2 separate regions of the Macaca fascicularis genome follow, and region 1 is linked to region 2. Evidence: chromatin contacts called from public Hi-C data. All regions are on one chromosome and are shown on one strand. The core of a region is the stretch at or near the end of the contact, and the rest is flanking DNA. Distances in the headings are between cores, read along the strand shown. Region 1 holds the start of CABLES1 (Cdk5 and Abl enzyme substrate 1). Region 2 overlaps CABLES1 (Cdk5 and Abl enzyme substrate 1).

Evidence for each region. Hi-C and Micro-C count contacts between places; a contact is called where the count stands out from the background.
Region 1: a contact with region 2 is called in a Hi-C map of skeletal muscle, with 3 times the contacts expected there. The contact joins the promoter of CABLES1 here to the enhancer-like site in region 2. A contact is called at or near these places in 2 of 2 Hi-C or Micro-C datasets (liver and skeletal muscle).

What each region holds. Positions count from the first base shown.
Region 1 is chr18:66,611,697-66,618,857 of T2T-MFA8v1.1, reverse strand. It overlaps CABLES1 (Cdk5 and Abl enzyme substrate 1), which reads left to right and starts at 1,534. Exons shown (of 9, transcript XM_045377927.3): 1 at 1,534-2,642. The coding sequence starts at 1,810. LOC102128519 (a long non-coding RNA gene) reads right to left here and starts at 2,157. Exons shown (of 3, transcript XR_006693926.3): 1 at 2,007-2,157; 2 at 828-933; 3 at 1-84.
Region 2 is chr18:66,513,499-66,521,140 of T2T-MFA8v1.1, reverse strand. CABLES1 (Cdk5 and Abl enzyme substrate 1) reads left to right here. Exons shown (of 9, transcript XM_045377927.3): 4 at 7,350-7,446. Among named protein-coding and RNA genes, the nearest start is that of CABLES1, 100 kb to the left of the region's middle. Within about 2 kb of position 4,345, at least 1 of the 6 cell types and tissues checked has an H3K27ac peak or open chromatin away from gene starts, as enhancers often do.

The sequences.
Region 1 (7,161 bases), core at 285-2,784, 100 kb before region 2:
TTTCACAGAGCTGGCCATTGAGCTTTGACTTCACTGATATGAGGCTGCTGTAAATAGACTCCAGGCTCCAGGTTTTCAAAAGGCCTAAAAACAGTACAAAATAAAATATAACAACAATTGTTCATGTAAAGGGCCACGTGCCATCTCTGTCCTGAGCAAATGTAACCTGAAACTCTCTGGCACTCCAGGTTGGCGGCACCTCTCTGGACAGGGTGTATTTGCTCTCCATTACTCAATTTACTTTCCTGAGCTTGAAATGGAGTGGAATTTCAATGTAGAGTTACCCATTAGCTCCAGGGCTAAATTTAAACCTTTAATTAAATTAATCCGTTGATCTTAAACACGTTGCTTCTCCCTCAAAAGTGTAGCAGGTGTTTAATTCAGTGTGGCAATTGTTCCTTACTGCATTTGGTAAGTTGCCCACACCGCCTGGGGAAACCCGCACACGTTTTCAGATCCCTCCAGGTGAATCCCTTCACCCTGTCCCCACCCCCAACCAAAACAAGCATTCATTGCGGGTGGGGACTGCGACTCCTCCCAGATTCAGAGCTACTGCTCTGGGAGGTCTTCAGGAACCCGTATTTATAGAAGACATGGTAGGTGCCAAACGTGTGTTTATGATTAAACGACAGATAACTGTCCACATTGGTCCCAGTTTATGCGGGAGAAAGATCATAATCTACAAAAATTTGCAAGGTGACCAGGAGAAAAGAGTGTAAGGTCATTTTAGCCCACCTCGGTATTCACAGAAAATGGAGCATATTTCAGAGCCAAAGTAAAAAATTTGCGTTGGCCTTTGCTAAGAGAGAGATGAAAAGTGACAATACCATGGATTGGGAATGCGTGAATTCGTTGGTCACATGGAAGATGTTCGTGCTTCTGGGCTCTTACGCATCCCAAGGCGTGCATTTATCCCGGGGGCTGCATCTTGGCCTGGGAACGAATGAGACCCAACCGCAATGGTTGTTAGCGATAACTTTACGGTGGGACAGTCTCCATAGGGGCTGTAGACTTACCCGTGTTATTATGAATAAGGACCTATTTACTCCTCAGGGACCAACGGCCTTGCGGGGTCTAAGTAACTCGCTCTCAGTCTAAAACTCTGCAACGCTCCACATAACTGTCCTGTAGACCCACAACTCTCCCAGGAGCACAGCCCCAGGACCTAACCCACTGGGTTCTGCTCGCTCCCCCAATTCCCAGTGCGAGCGCGCGGGGGAAACGTGCTCGCCTCCCGCACCTGGCTTCCGCGCGCCCCGGGAGTCGCCAACCCCCCCAGCAAGCAGCTCGGACAACCCGGACAGCCGGGCCGATCCCCCGCCCCACCACCCGCTCGGCTCTCCCGTCCTCCTCTTCCTCCTCCTGCGGCCCCTCGCCTCCCGCCGCCTGCCTCTGCGGCCGCCGCCTGCGGCTTTGTTTTCCTCCCAGGTCGCATTCCCCACACGTGATTCCGTGTTATTGCAAAGAGCGCTTTGGAGCGCGAGCGCGGGGCGCGCGCACCTATAAATACGGACACCCGGCCCCGGAGCCCGCGAGCCAGCGGCGAGGCGACCGGCGGGCAGCCAGCCAGCGAGCCGAACGAGCCGAGCGAGTCAGCGAGGCGCGCGCGTGGGCCGGGGCGGCGGCGCCCCCAGCCAGAGCACCGAGGGGCGAGCATGGCCCGCCCGCGAGGGGGCTGGACCGCCGCGCACGCCGCCCGATCCCCGCGCCCTGCCCAGCCCGGGTCGCCGCCGCTCGCGCCCGCCGCTTAGCGCTCGGGCGCCGCTCGCTTCTCCGGGCATCGCGGAAATCCCGCCGCAGACGGACACAATGGCGGCGGCGGCCGCCACCACGGCCGCCTGCAGCAGCGGCAGCGCCGGCACCGACGCCGCGGGCGCCAGCGGATTGCAGCAGCCGCCGCCGCAGCCCCAGCCCGCGGCCGCCGCGCCGGCCCAGCCGCCGCCCGAACCCCCCCGGAAGCCGCGCGTGGACCCGCGGCGCCGCCAGGCTGCCCTCTCCTTCCTCACCAACATCTCGCTGGACGGCCGGCCGCCGCCGCAGGACGCGGAGTGGGGCGGCGGCGAGGAGGGCGGCGCGGCCAAGCCGGGCGCCGGCGGCGCCTGCGGCGGGAGGACTCGGTTCAGCCTGCTCGCCGCCGCCGAGCGGGGCGGCTGCATCGCGCTCGCAGCGCCGGGCACGCCGGCTGCGGGGTTGGCCGCTGGGTCCGGCCCTTGCCTCCCACAGCCCTCGTCGCTGCCGCCCTTAATCGCTGGCGGCCATGCGACCGTGTCCGGCCCCGGGGTGGCTCGGGGATTCGCGAGTCCCCTGGGCGCCGGCCGGGCGTCGGGGGAGCTGTGGCAGCCGCCCGGGCCGGCGCCTCTCGCCGCCTGTGCCCAACTGCAGCTGCTCGACGGGTCCGGGGGCGCCGGGCAGGAGGAGTTGGAGGAGGACGATGCCTTTACCGGCGTGCAGGTGCCGGCGGCCGCCTTTTTGGGCTCCGGGACCCCCGGCAGTGGGAGCGGCAGTCGGGGACGCCTCAACTCGTTCACTCAGGGAATCCTGCCCATCGTCTTCTCCAGACCGACTTCGCAGAACTACTGCTCCCTGGAGCAGCCAGGCCAGGGCGGCAGCACCAGCGCCTTCGAGCAGCTGCAGAGGTCCCGGTGAGTATCGGGGATGCGACGCGCACCCAACCCTGCGTCCCTCCCCGCGCCCGGCGCGTCCAGCCTGCCCGCGGTCTCTGGGTTACGGGCTACCGGTTGCTCCCATTTTCCCGCGCCCTGTGCTCCGGGCCCGAATCCCAAACCACGAGGGCACCCGAAAGAGGGGGCGTCCGCAGGGAGTGCTTGGTCACACGTGTGTGCACGAGCCCAGCACTCTGAGAGGAGCCCCGTGCTTGTGCAGTGGGTCGGGAGTTGCAGGAGCCCAGTAAAAAGCGGCGTCTTAGCCTCCCCGCACGGTATCACAAACTTCCTGAAACCCGGTCCAGACCCGGAGGCGCACTCCTCCCGCGCGGGGCGAGACTCGGCCGGGCGCAGAGTGGAGCAGTGCAGGCCGGCAGCTGAGCGGCGCTTGTGAGCCTGAACTTGTAGGAGACACGCGTGACCCTCCAGAGAAGTTATGCCTGCGCTCCAAGTCTTCCTGCGGCCCGGGGAAACTTGGCTTTTTCCATTTGCTTTCCTGAGAAATGGAAAGTCCTTCTTACATTCCCTTCAACTAGGCCTAGGGGGTGGGTAACAAAGAGGAAATAGGGCTTGACGGATTTTTTTCCTGTTCCAAGATGAATTCGCTTGAGTTCTTTAAACGCTTGTTTTACTTGTTTGTTAGCTGAAGTTATCTGGCGGCATTATGCATCTTAGCAAAAGCATGAAATGCTGGACGTTTGCTTATTGTTCAGGAAACAGAGTTTGTCACCATATATTCTAAGGGGCAGTCGGAGGTTGGGACTGTGTGAACTGAAGCTTGCAAAAGAAGTAGGCGGGAGCAGGTGGGGAGATGCAGATCCGTCCCCAGGGAGTGCCCTCCCTTGTTGGTTAATAAGGCCTCTTGTGAAGTTAGCAATAGCATAGACTCTACCTTGACGAAGTTGTCTTAACTTCCTGGGGCCTCAGTTATCCCTTCTGAGAAGGAATGCCTTTCTCTGCTAGAATTTCTCTCTCCTATCATGCTTATCTGAAAGCTTGATCTGGCCCAAGTAAGAAGGTGCCTGTGGGAAAACTTAACTTCCTCCCGCAATGGACAAATGGGGAAGAACAGGACCGCCTCATCCACAAGTTTGCTCCTAGTGTATGTACTTCTTCCTAAGTGGGTGAAATCATGAGGGTGCTAGTTACGTAGCCTCGCCGTTTCAGTGCACATAGCCCTCAAGCAGGGGTGTGGAGCCGGGGAAGCAGCCTCCTGAGTGCATGGATGAATTAGCGACACTGGGCACAGGTGACAGCCCTACTCCGGTGTTTCTTGTCAGAGCATGCATCTGCTCAGCAGCAGGTGAGTGCAGGGAGGTGGAATCCCTTGTTTCTGGGTGAGTCCTGCAAACTCAGCGGTTTCTTAGCTCAGTATTACCGCTTGACATCACACACTGGCTCATGATGACTCCAGAATTGCAGCCTAAGCCCAGCAGTCAAGAGGGTTATGACAGGAATTGTAATAAACATACATGTTATTTTAAGCCAGTGTGCAAAGCTGGCTTGTGTCTCCTGATGGACAGATGTGTCGTCCATGCTAAAGGCAGCTGGAGATCAGATTACCTCGCACGCTTTCTCCAAGAAACTCATTTCACGGGATATGGAGGATCTTGTGTGTTCACATTTCTGAACCAAAGAATATCCAGAACTACACCTCCAGTCCTATAAATATGAATCTTTTAGGCGTTTTATTGATCCTTTCCACCTTGACACACACATTAGGATGAGTTAATCACTGGAAGATGCTTCTTTACCTGACAGTCACTTTAGTCCTATTTCTGAATAATCCATATCTGGCAAGCTGATAGGCTTTTATAAAATTACAGCTGTGAATAGAAACAGCATAAAATTCCAGTACAAAGGGGAAAATAGGTTAAACTGATTTAAGAAAGGTGGAAAGGCTGGGTTAGCTGTGGAAAGGCTACAGACTTGAAATATCCTAGGACACTTTGATTCCAACACCCCGTGGCTTGCCTATCTCTAGAGTACTTCCACCTGCCTAGTCCAAGTGTGCTGAGAGCACAGACTCACTTGAATAAGGCCCAGGGCCAGCTTTTCTGGTTTGCATTTGTGGAAACCGTTCCTGGTGTGCCTCCTTGCTAGCCTGTGTGTTTCCATGTACATGTGACCTCACGGATGTTCTCCTGGGATGTTTTCAAATCAAATTGTATTTTCCTTGGATTCATTTCTTGCCATTAGAGGAATACCATAGCACGTTGTTCCTCCAAAATGTGGGCTTTGCACCTTCAACTTGACGGGGAGCAGTTAGAAATGCAGACTCTTCCCCTATTCCAGACTAAGTGAGTCCAGATCTGCATTTTAACAAGATCCTCAGGTGATTTGTATACACATTAAAGTTCCACAAGCGTTGCCACAGTGTATCTGAAATCTGCCCTTTTAAAAAAAATGAATTTGAGGTTTTATATATTGGGTTTGTTTCGGGTATATAAAAATTAGAATGTCGGGCCGGGTGCAATGGCTCATGCCTATAATCCCAGCACTTTTGGGAGGCCGAGGCGGGCAGATCACCTAAGGTCAGGAGTTCAAGACCAGCCTGGCCAACATGGTGAAACCTCATCTCTACTAAAAATACAAAAATTAGCTGGGTGTGGTGTTGCACTCCTGTAATCCCAGCTACTTGGGAGGCTGAGGCAGGAGAATCGCTTGAACCCAGGAAACGGAGGTTGCAGTGAGCCAAGATTGCACCATTGCATCCCAGCCTGGGCAACAAGAGTGAAACTCCATCTCAAAAAAAAATTAGAATGTTTCCCAATATGCAATCTTGAAACCCTTTCTTCTTGGTTACTTTCGTTGGAACACTTGTAAAACCAATCACAAATAATTGCTTGGACTTCCAAACTTTACAACACACAGGTAAGAAAATTTCTGTGTGCAAGCTTTGGCACGACAAGGTGCACAGTAAATGCTTGTGGATGCAGTGATTACACCACCTCTGTTCACTGGACTGGATTCTTGACATCTATTGTATTTAGCCCGCATAGTCACCCTGAGTATGGATTCTTTCACAGGTGAGGAGACCACAGGCTCAGAGAGGTAGTAATTTCTCAGACTGGCCCAGCTACTGAGAGGCACATAGGATAATCTGACTTAGTTGGGCCAGGATAGGAACCTGGATCATTGATGTCCAAGCTCTGCCACTCTACCATGTCACTATACCTTGCACACAATAGACCCAGAGATAATTTTTGAGCTGTTGGCTGTAAATGTTTGTCTCTTATACAACCGGCCAGTCATACTAGTGTAATTCAGCAGCCCCTTTCTTATCCTTCCAAATTTAGCCTCTTTGTTTGGATCCCCTAGCTTGATATTTCACCGTCTCTACTCTGTTGCAGTGTCCCGGGAACCCAGGACTGTGAGCCTGGGTTCCTCCCAGCCTCACGGACCAGACTCTAGCAGTAGGAAGCCCAACAGGCTAGGTTTGCTCTCAGGCTGCAGTGTCAAGAGGTGGGAAGCCGGCCGGGTGCTGTGGCTCAAGCCTGTAATCCCAGCACTTTGGGAGGCCGAGACGGGTGGATCACGAGGTCAGGAGATCGAGACCATCCTGGCTAACACGGTGAAACCCCGTCTCTACTAAAAATACAAAAAAGAAAAACTAGCCGGGCGAGGTGGGGGGCGCCTGTAGTCCTAGCTACTCGGGAGGCTGAGGCAGGAGAATGGCGTGAACCCGGGAGGCGGAGCTTGCAGTGAGCTGAGATCCGGCCACTGCACTTCAGCCTGGGCGACAGAGCGAGACTCCGTCTCAAAAAAAAAAAAAAAAAAAAAAAAGAGGTGGGAAGCCAAAAAGATGCCTCTTAGCTTCATGCCCTTTCGTGTTTCTCTGCTCTGGCAGTGAACGGTGCATCTGGAAGGTGTTAATAGGTGAAGGGAGTGTGAATTTATAAGGTATGCGTTAAGTCTTCCTTTCCCTTCAAAAACTTCCTTGCAGCCAGCAGCTGGCCTCAGCCCTGGCTTACTCCCTGGAGATTCTGGCTAGCGGACAGCTCCCCAGGAGGACATGAAGTTGAGCCCAGGTGAACGCTATGCGTGGTGACCAGGGACTATTTTTCTTTCTTTCGTTTTCTTTTTTGAGATGGAGTCTTGCTCTGTCGCCCAGGCTGGAGTACAATGGCACCATCTCAGCTCACTGCAACCTCTGCCTCCCGGGTTTAAGCAATTCTGATGTCTCAGCCTCCCGAGTAACTGAGACTGCAGGTGTGTGCCACCACACCTGGCTAATTTTGGTATTTAGTAGAGATGAGGTTTCACCATGTTGGCCAGGCTGGTCTTGAACTCCTGACCTCAGGTGATCCACCTTACCTCGCCTCTCAAAGTGCTGGGATTATAGGCGTGAGCCACCACGCCCCATCCAGGGTACTATTAAAAAATAGCATGAGGGTTTTGAGTTAGCATCGTGCCTTGCGGGCTTGTGATACAGAAGAGCCCTAGGTCCTGGGTTCAGATGCTGGTGCCACTGTGACAGCCGTTTGACCCTGGTGGG
Region 2 (7,642 bases), core at 3,096-5,595:
TAGAGAGAGCCTTCAAGCCTAAATGCTCCCTGCCTGGCTCCAGGCCCATGCCCCCTTCTTCCCCACCCACTTTCCCCAGAAAATTTTTGTTGTGGAAAATGACACATTCACAAATTGTGTTTCTTTCCTCACACCAAGCATATTCCCACACAAAGACAGATTCTGGAATGATCTCATGGATGACTCATGCCATTATCTGGCTGTTTGTAGGAGCTGCCTTTGGACAAAAGATTTGGCTATAAGCTACGTTAAGACCCCTTCCTTTTCTGCCAGTTGCCCTTGCAGGGGATGGCTTGTCGATGGAGTCCTGAGTGGGAGTGGGAAGGGACTTCTGGACTAAAAGCTGCTTTTGACTTGACTTTTTGTCCATCAACTGTGGACCCTGTTCCATTGTCTCTGAACTGTGGAGGCACCTTCTGCTGGATGCCAGCAAGCAGGCCTGGTTCAAGATGGCAGCTGCACTGTATCGGAACGGGTAACAAACGGGACTCTTAAGCTAAGAGGAAGACTTGTGTTGTCGACTTCCGGGGCATGTGTAATCTCTTAATTAAAATTTAGCTCACAAGTGGTATTTCCTTTCCTAATCCAGCTTTCAGGCTTTGCTTTAGGTGCAGGAAATCTCTAACTCTTTATTCGTTTTGAAGGGTCTGGAAATCCTGTTAATATTTAATTGACTTTTAAATTATTGACACATCAAAGTGTTCAACCTATTGTTGTCCTTTGAAGAGCTAGTGCCTAGTGGAGCTCCTGGCAGGTGTTCCAAGGTCTTGGGCTCAGAGCACCATTAGAGAAAGGATGGTGGAGAGACGTCAGAACTACTCCATCTTGGAAGCAGAAAGCCTTGGAACCTAGTTAATTGGATCACACTTTTTCCGTCTAGTTCCCGGGTGTTAGGTATTTAAGTCTTACGTCTTTTTTTAAAGAGTAATATTAGTTCATTGATCATGCTCCCTGAGGAAAGGGCCATAGCTTGAACTTCTTGTTATCTAATAGGGAATCTTGTTTTCCCATCAGAATCTATTCCATGCATTATGGCTCAGTGAGCAACTGGCTGGGCCTCTGCCAGGGAGCCACAGAAGAGGAAAGTAAAAATCATTTTGCCTTTTACAAAAGATGAAGTCCAGAGTTGGCCGTTTTATGATTAATAATGACCTAGGTGTTCCCCTTTTGCCCCAGGATATCTAGATTAGCCACCTGCTTTGATCAGAGGACTCCACAGCTGTGCATGTGTGCTTCGTGCTGAAGAAGCCAGAACTAAACAGAGGTCCAGGGGTTTCTAACAGTGAAATTACAGGCATTCAAGGAGAGCTGCGTTAAATTAATTTTGGTGCCATCCTATGAAGGATGAGTTTACACTCCCCAAATGAACCAACCTGTTTTTCTGCTCATTGCTTAAGGGTATAACTGCTGCTTGGCTGTGTCCCCAAATGCGCTTTCATCTCCTGTTTTCATCCCCGCCCCCCATCTTCTGAGTCCCTCCCTTGTACCCCCTCCAGTCACTCCCACTCACCTACCCCCATGGGCCAGTTTTAAATGTCAGCCTTTGTTAAAAAAAAAAATACGTATATATCTTTCTGCTGGATGTTCAGTGTGTTTGTTGCCTACAGCCTCTGCAGAAGTTCACAAACTTGCAGAGAATGTGAAGCAGCTCCTCTAGAGACACGTGCCTAAGTTGCAGCGCTACCCGGGACTGTGGAGAGAAGGAATCAACAACCTTGCATCGTCCACAGTTCCTTGCCAGTAGTTCAGTTAGGGTGTCTGTAGAAATGAGATCATTTCCTATAACCTAACGGTGTTCACCTCTGAGTAAAAGCTGTAGCATTTAAACCTAATACACACAATTTCAGACAATATTCATGTGTAGTATTTGAACTTACCTCTATGCCATTTTTAAAAGGAAGTGGAATATAAGTAAATAAGTAGGGCCAGGTGCGGTGGCTCACGCCTGCAACCCCAGCACTTTAGGAGGCTGAGGAGGGCGGATCAACTGAGTTCAGGGGTTCGAGACCAGCCTGGACAATGTGGTGAAACCCTGTCTCTACTAAAAACACAAAAAATTAGCCGGGCGTGATGGCGGGCGCCTGCAATCCCAGCTACTTGGGAGACTGAGGCAGGAGAATCACTTGAACCCGGGAGGCGGAGGTTGCAGTGAGCCGAGATCATGACACTGCACTCCAGCCTGGGCAACAAGAGTAAAACTCCATCTCAAAAATAAAAATTATTAAAAAATAGTATTTGAACGCTAGATGTGTCTGGGAAAAAATCTTCTGGCTTTTTCAAAGAAAGTGAAAACTTCAACTTCAGTTTGCTTTTAATTACTTTCAGCTGCAGTTCCACATGCCCTAGCTCTGTTTCCTGGTGCTGGAGGGTTAATGCTGGCATTTTAGCCAAATAGATATTTCTATTTTTATATACCATTTTAATGAGAATTCAGAACAATGATCTTAGAAAATACCAAGATTTCGTCACACTCCACTGGGACTTCTGCTTCACTCTTTTTCACTGGAGTTTTAAAAATATTCTTTTTGGGCGCATCTACACCATTCAGAGTTCCTTTCTGCATGCACCTCCAACTGTCTAGGCTTCCGAAAGAGAGGGACAGCAAAGACCATGGGTCTCGCTTGCTTTTTCTTTTTTTTTTTTTTTTTTTTTGAGACGGAGTCTCGCTCTGTCGCCCAGGCTGGAGTGCAGTGGCCGGATCTCAGCTCACTGCAAGCTCCGCCTCCCGGGTTTACGCCATTCTCCTGCCTCAGCCTCCCGAGTAGCTGGGACTACAGGCGCCCGCCACCTCGCCCGGCTAGTTTTTTGTATTTTTAGTAGAGACGGGGTGTCACCGTGTCAGCCAGGACTCGCCTGCTTTTCACTCACACATAAAGACTGAGCAGTTGCCTGAGCTCTTACGCTCTGTGGCACAATGTGAAACCGCTGTTTATGGGGGTCAGATATGATCAAGGAAGAGCAATTTCATGTTAATATCAGAAATATTCCAGCAACATTGATCAGAGCCCTAAACTAGTAAGAGTGAACCCAGAAAAGTTTGTCAGCCTCTTTGTGAAAGATCTATTTTTTAGATCCCAAGAGTCGTAACATATACAAATTCAAAAGCTATGAGAAGAAACCACATTGTTAGAAGTGGCTTAGATGAGATCTGTTTTGTTTGCTGTGGACGCTGACTATGTCCACGTCTGTACACGTGCACTCTTAATTCAAGCCCACCGAAATGGTAGCCCTGAAGTTAGCAATAACCTCTCCCTGAATCTGAGGGAGGAAAAGCGTGGAAAAGTTGCCCTCTGCCATCACAAAGCTGTCAATGTTCTGGAGCTGTGATGATATTTATTACTGTATCAGTGAAGTTTTGAAGTGTGAGTAGCTTTGGTGTATAAGAAATACCTCATTTCTTCTTTTTAAATCTACTTAATATGAACTATAAACCCCCCTTCTACAAGGCTGAGGGGAAATTGAGACTCACTTTTCACTGGGCACCCCTCCCTCCCCATCTCCAGTATTGTGCAAAGAGGGGCCTGGAACCTACTGTAATGCCTAGGATTGGGGGAACACACGCTGGTTATTGTTCCTTTGGTTGCCCTAGCACTGCCAAAACTCTGTCACACCTGCCCCGTGACCCCTCCAGGCAAAAAGATCTGCTGCTGTGTGCCAGCTGTGAGTGACGAATGTTTATCATGGCGGGGAGCCTGTTCTTGGGGTGCTGATGGTGTAGGGCATGGGCCCCCTTTGATTGTGGACCCCATGGTCATTTCCCTCCCAACTTAGGTGAATCCTGCACTGCTGCTCCATCTGCAGGGGCCTGTAATGTAAACATCCCCGGAGGCAATAGGCAGAAAATAGGCCACTCTTGGAAAGAAAACTGGGAGACCAAATCCAAGTCACTAAATATCTATGACTATATTATCTTGCCATAGGAACTTGTAAGAGTAGCAAAAGTCCTGCCAAAGAAGCACTGGGTCTTCGTAGTCACTAGCCACATGTGGCCATTTACATTTAAATTAATTAAAATTAAAGAAAATTAAAAATTCAGTTTCTCAGTCAACTGGTCACATTTCAAGCAGTTGCCACATGTAACCATCGTGTGGGACAAGGTAGATAAGGACCATCTCCGTCATCACAGGCGGTTCTGTTGCATGGCACTGGTCTGTAACGAGCCTCACGTGTCTCCAGTAGCAGTTAAGGGTGGCCCCACTATTCTTGCTTATTTTCTTGCTCGGCTTGGCCTTAGCAATTTAGAAAGCAGAATGACGTAAGTGGAAAGCCAGGGGGAAGTGGTGACTACAGTGAGTCACGTTGTTTCTCAAGGGACCAGTTCTGTGGGTAGGGTTGGTGGAGCCTTGCCCATCTCACGTGTGGTCCCAAGTGTCGCTGAGACGCTCGGACAATCCACTGGGTCTAAGAATCCCTGTTTCTTTAAATGGGTTTGGGTTTTATCTCATGGAATGGAATCTTGGACTTGAGCACATGACTCTCTTTTTTTGGTAGGGCTTCATTTCCTTTGGCGGAAGTGCCAAGAAGGGGAGTGTGGAAGAGGCACGACTGGTTTGGTTCTGCTAACTGATGTGTGATGTGCACATTTGGTGGCAGGCAGACAGTTGGCCAGGACAAGGCTGCCCCGGGGAAGGAGTGAGCCTGTGAGCAAATTGAAGACAGATGAAAAGGGGCACAGTGGAAAATCATACAGTTTCCTGCCATCTGTATGTACCAGCACCGGCGAGACGGCAAAGAGCCACACCAGTTCAGCTCAGTAAATAGGTCGTTACATATCAGACATTGTATAGACAGGATATGAAAATAGACTGAGACTCTGCCCCTGCCTGCAGCCAGCTCTCCATCTGAGAACCCTCTCAGTATAGGCTTATTGGAATTCTCCTTATTTCCCTTGGCCTACTCACTCCAAAAAGATACTCCCTACTTCTCTATTAATTTCAGTCCTAAGTAACATTCTCCATCTGGCAAAATGGAAACGAGGAAGGAGAAAATGATCTGGGAGTTGGCAATTTGGAGACCATGCTCGCTGGGTTTGGCTTTGGAAAAGTAGGAAGGCCGTGGAACTGAGCTGCTGGTCCTTGAATGAAAAGGAAGACACTGCTATTTTTGTCCTGCTCTGCATGTGGTCAGTCCCCTCCCTCCCTGCCCACCACAGGTATTTTTGCCTTATTGCCTTGTTCACGTTTTTGCTTTGTAGGCGCTTCCCTATGCCAGTGCCCCGATGCATTCATCATCTCCATCCGTAATTGCTTTAAGAAGCCTTTTAAGAATCGCCCTGGGTTGCCTGCGTAGCAGGTGCAGCAGTAGGGCAGACGGTCTTGTGGGTGTGAACAGAGTAGGTTGTTGGCTTTCGTCTGCATGACTTTAGTGTCACTTCTGAATGGGACTCCAGAGATGTTCTGAGGGTGGCACTACCATGGCCTCCCAGGAAGCCTGCTGTGGAAATGCAGCACTTACTGGGCACAGAAGGTCATGGGCATTTCTGTTAATCAGACTCCACATTACAGGTAGGATAAGGGAGCTGGCTCATTATGTAATGCCCAGAGACTAGGATGATGGCTTAACAGTCAGAGCATCCCTGCTTTTTTTCTACATTTGAGGATAGCTTTTTTTCCCTTCTCTTCTCGGCACTCGCTTGGCTCCCTCCTCTCTTCTTACCTGATGACTTTGTCTTTGGCTGGGAGCAATTTGCCCCTGCCTTATATTCATTCTTGCATAGGTTGTAGGAGATCGGCCCCTAAATGTGGTCCCTCCATCCAGGCCACACAGCAAGTATGCTGTGGGTCTGAGGTGGCTTTCACTAACAGGCACTGGGTGTCAGAGAGAACATGAAGACCTGGTCATTCTCAAACATGGCTGCAGTTTAGAATCGCCTGGGGAGTGTTTAGGACTCCCGATGTCCAGGTCACACCCCATGCCAACTGTCTGGGGGTGGGAGCCAGATAACAGTTTGTCAGAGATCCCCAGGCTTTTCTAATATGTGGCAAATTTTAAAAATTACTGTAGGGGAAGGGTGTGGTCCTTTGGGAAGTGAGCAGTTACACCTGAGCATAGTCACAGCGAGTCCGTCTTGCATCTCCACGGCAGTGTGATGTACTAGAAATGACACTGGATGAACTCTCCAGCCCACCATCCCAGTGACCTTGGCAATCTCACAAGGGCCTCAGTTTCCTCCTCTGTAAATTGGATCAAAATAGTAGTACCTTTCTCATAGCGTCTTCTTAAAGAACCAAAGAAATGATGTGTGAGTCTTAGGAAATAGGAAGGTACTAAATAAATGCTTGTTTGGCCAGGCACGATAGCTCACACCTCTAATCGCAGCACTTTAGAGGCCAAGACCGGAGGATGGCGCATGTCCAAGAGTTTGAGGCTACAGTGAGCCATGATCACACCACTGTACTCCATCCTGAGCAACAGAGCAAGACTTCGTCCCTGAATGAATGAATGAATGAATGAATGAATGAATGAATACTTGTTATTACTAGAGATTATTCTTTTATTAAAAGATACTCATTTTCTAGGTGGTCTGGCAAGGTAGTAGAGGTGACTACTGTGGCATTAATTCTTTCATCACCAGCAATACACCCAGTAGGTGTTTATGATAAGAATTCATTTCTCCTAAGAAAGGGGAGCAGCAAGGAGAGGTGGTCTCACACAACATTAGAAAGAACCCAGGCCGGGTGCTGTGGCTCACGCCTGTAATCCCAGCACTTTGGGAGGCCGAGGTGGGTGGATCACCTGAGGTCAGGAGTTTGAGACCATCCTGGCCAACATACTGAAACCCCTGTCTTTACTAAAAATACAAAAAAGTAGCCGGGCATGGTGGCGGGCGCCTGTAATCCCAGCTACTCAAAAGGCTGAGGCAGAAGAATCGCTTGAACCCGGGAGGCAGAAGTTGCAGTGAGCCGAGATCGTGCCATTGCACTCCAGCCTGGGCAATAAGAGTGAAATTCCGTCTCAAAACAAAACAAACAAACAAAAAACAGAAAGAAAGAAGCCAGCAGCTAGATTCCAGCAAACTGTGGTCCCACGGTGCTCAGGGAATGCTCTCTGGCCTCATGTTCACTGGCCGTCTCTAGGAACATAAGGGGCCTCGTGGAAGAGGGAGAGATGTCTGTAAACCATCAGCTTCATCTTCAGGCTTTCCGTTCAGTTGGATTTCATTTACGTCAAAGCGGTTGCAACAAGGCATCACTGGCAAGCCCCCGAGGAGGGAAAAAGGGCTGTCCCATCACCAGGGCTCACCTGGTCATTCTCATCAGTGTGACCGTGTTGTCTCATGCAGTAAGCATCCTCATGGCTCTTTGGGGTGCACACAAAAGCATTTTTTTCCCTCTGGCTTGTCCTCCCAGGGACTTGAAGTTGGATGGAGGAAGACAATCAGCTGGCGCAGTGAGTTTGAAAGAGATCATTGGTCTGGAAGGTGTGGAGCTGGGTGCTGACGGGAAGGTAAGGCTGCCAGGCTGCCAGGCTGCTGGTCACTGAGTTGTGCTGAAGGCACAGGGGTCAGGAAGCAGAGGACGGGGACAGCCCACAAGCCTCTCTCGAGGTGGAGGACTCAAGGTCTGGGGCAGATTCCCAGGCATGGGATGCCAGCCTGCCCGGCTCCCCTAGTGTGCAGCCGGTGACGGAGGAGCAGCACGGC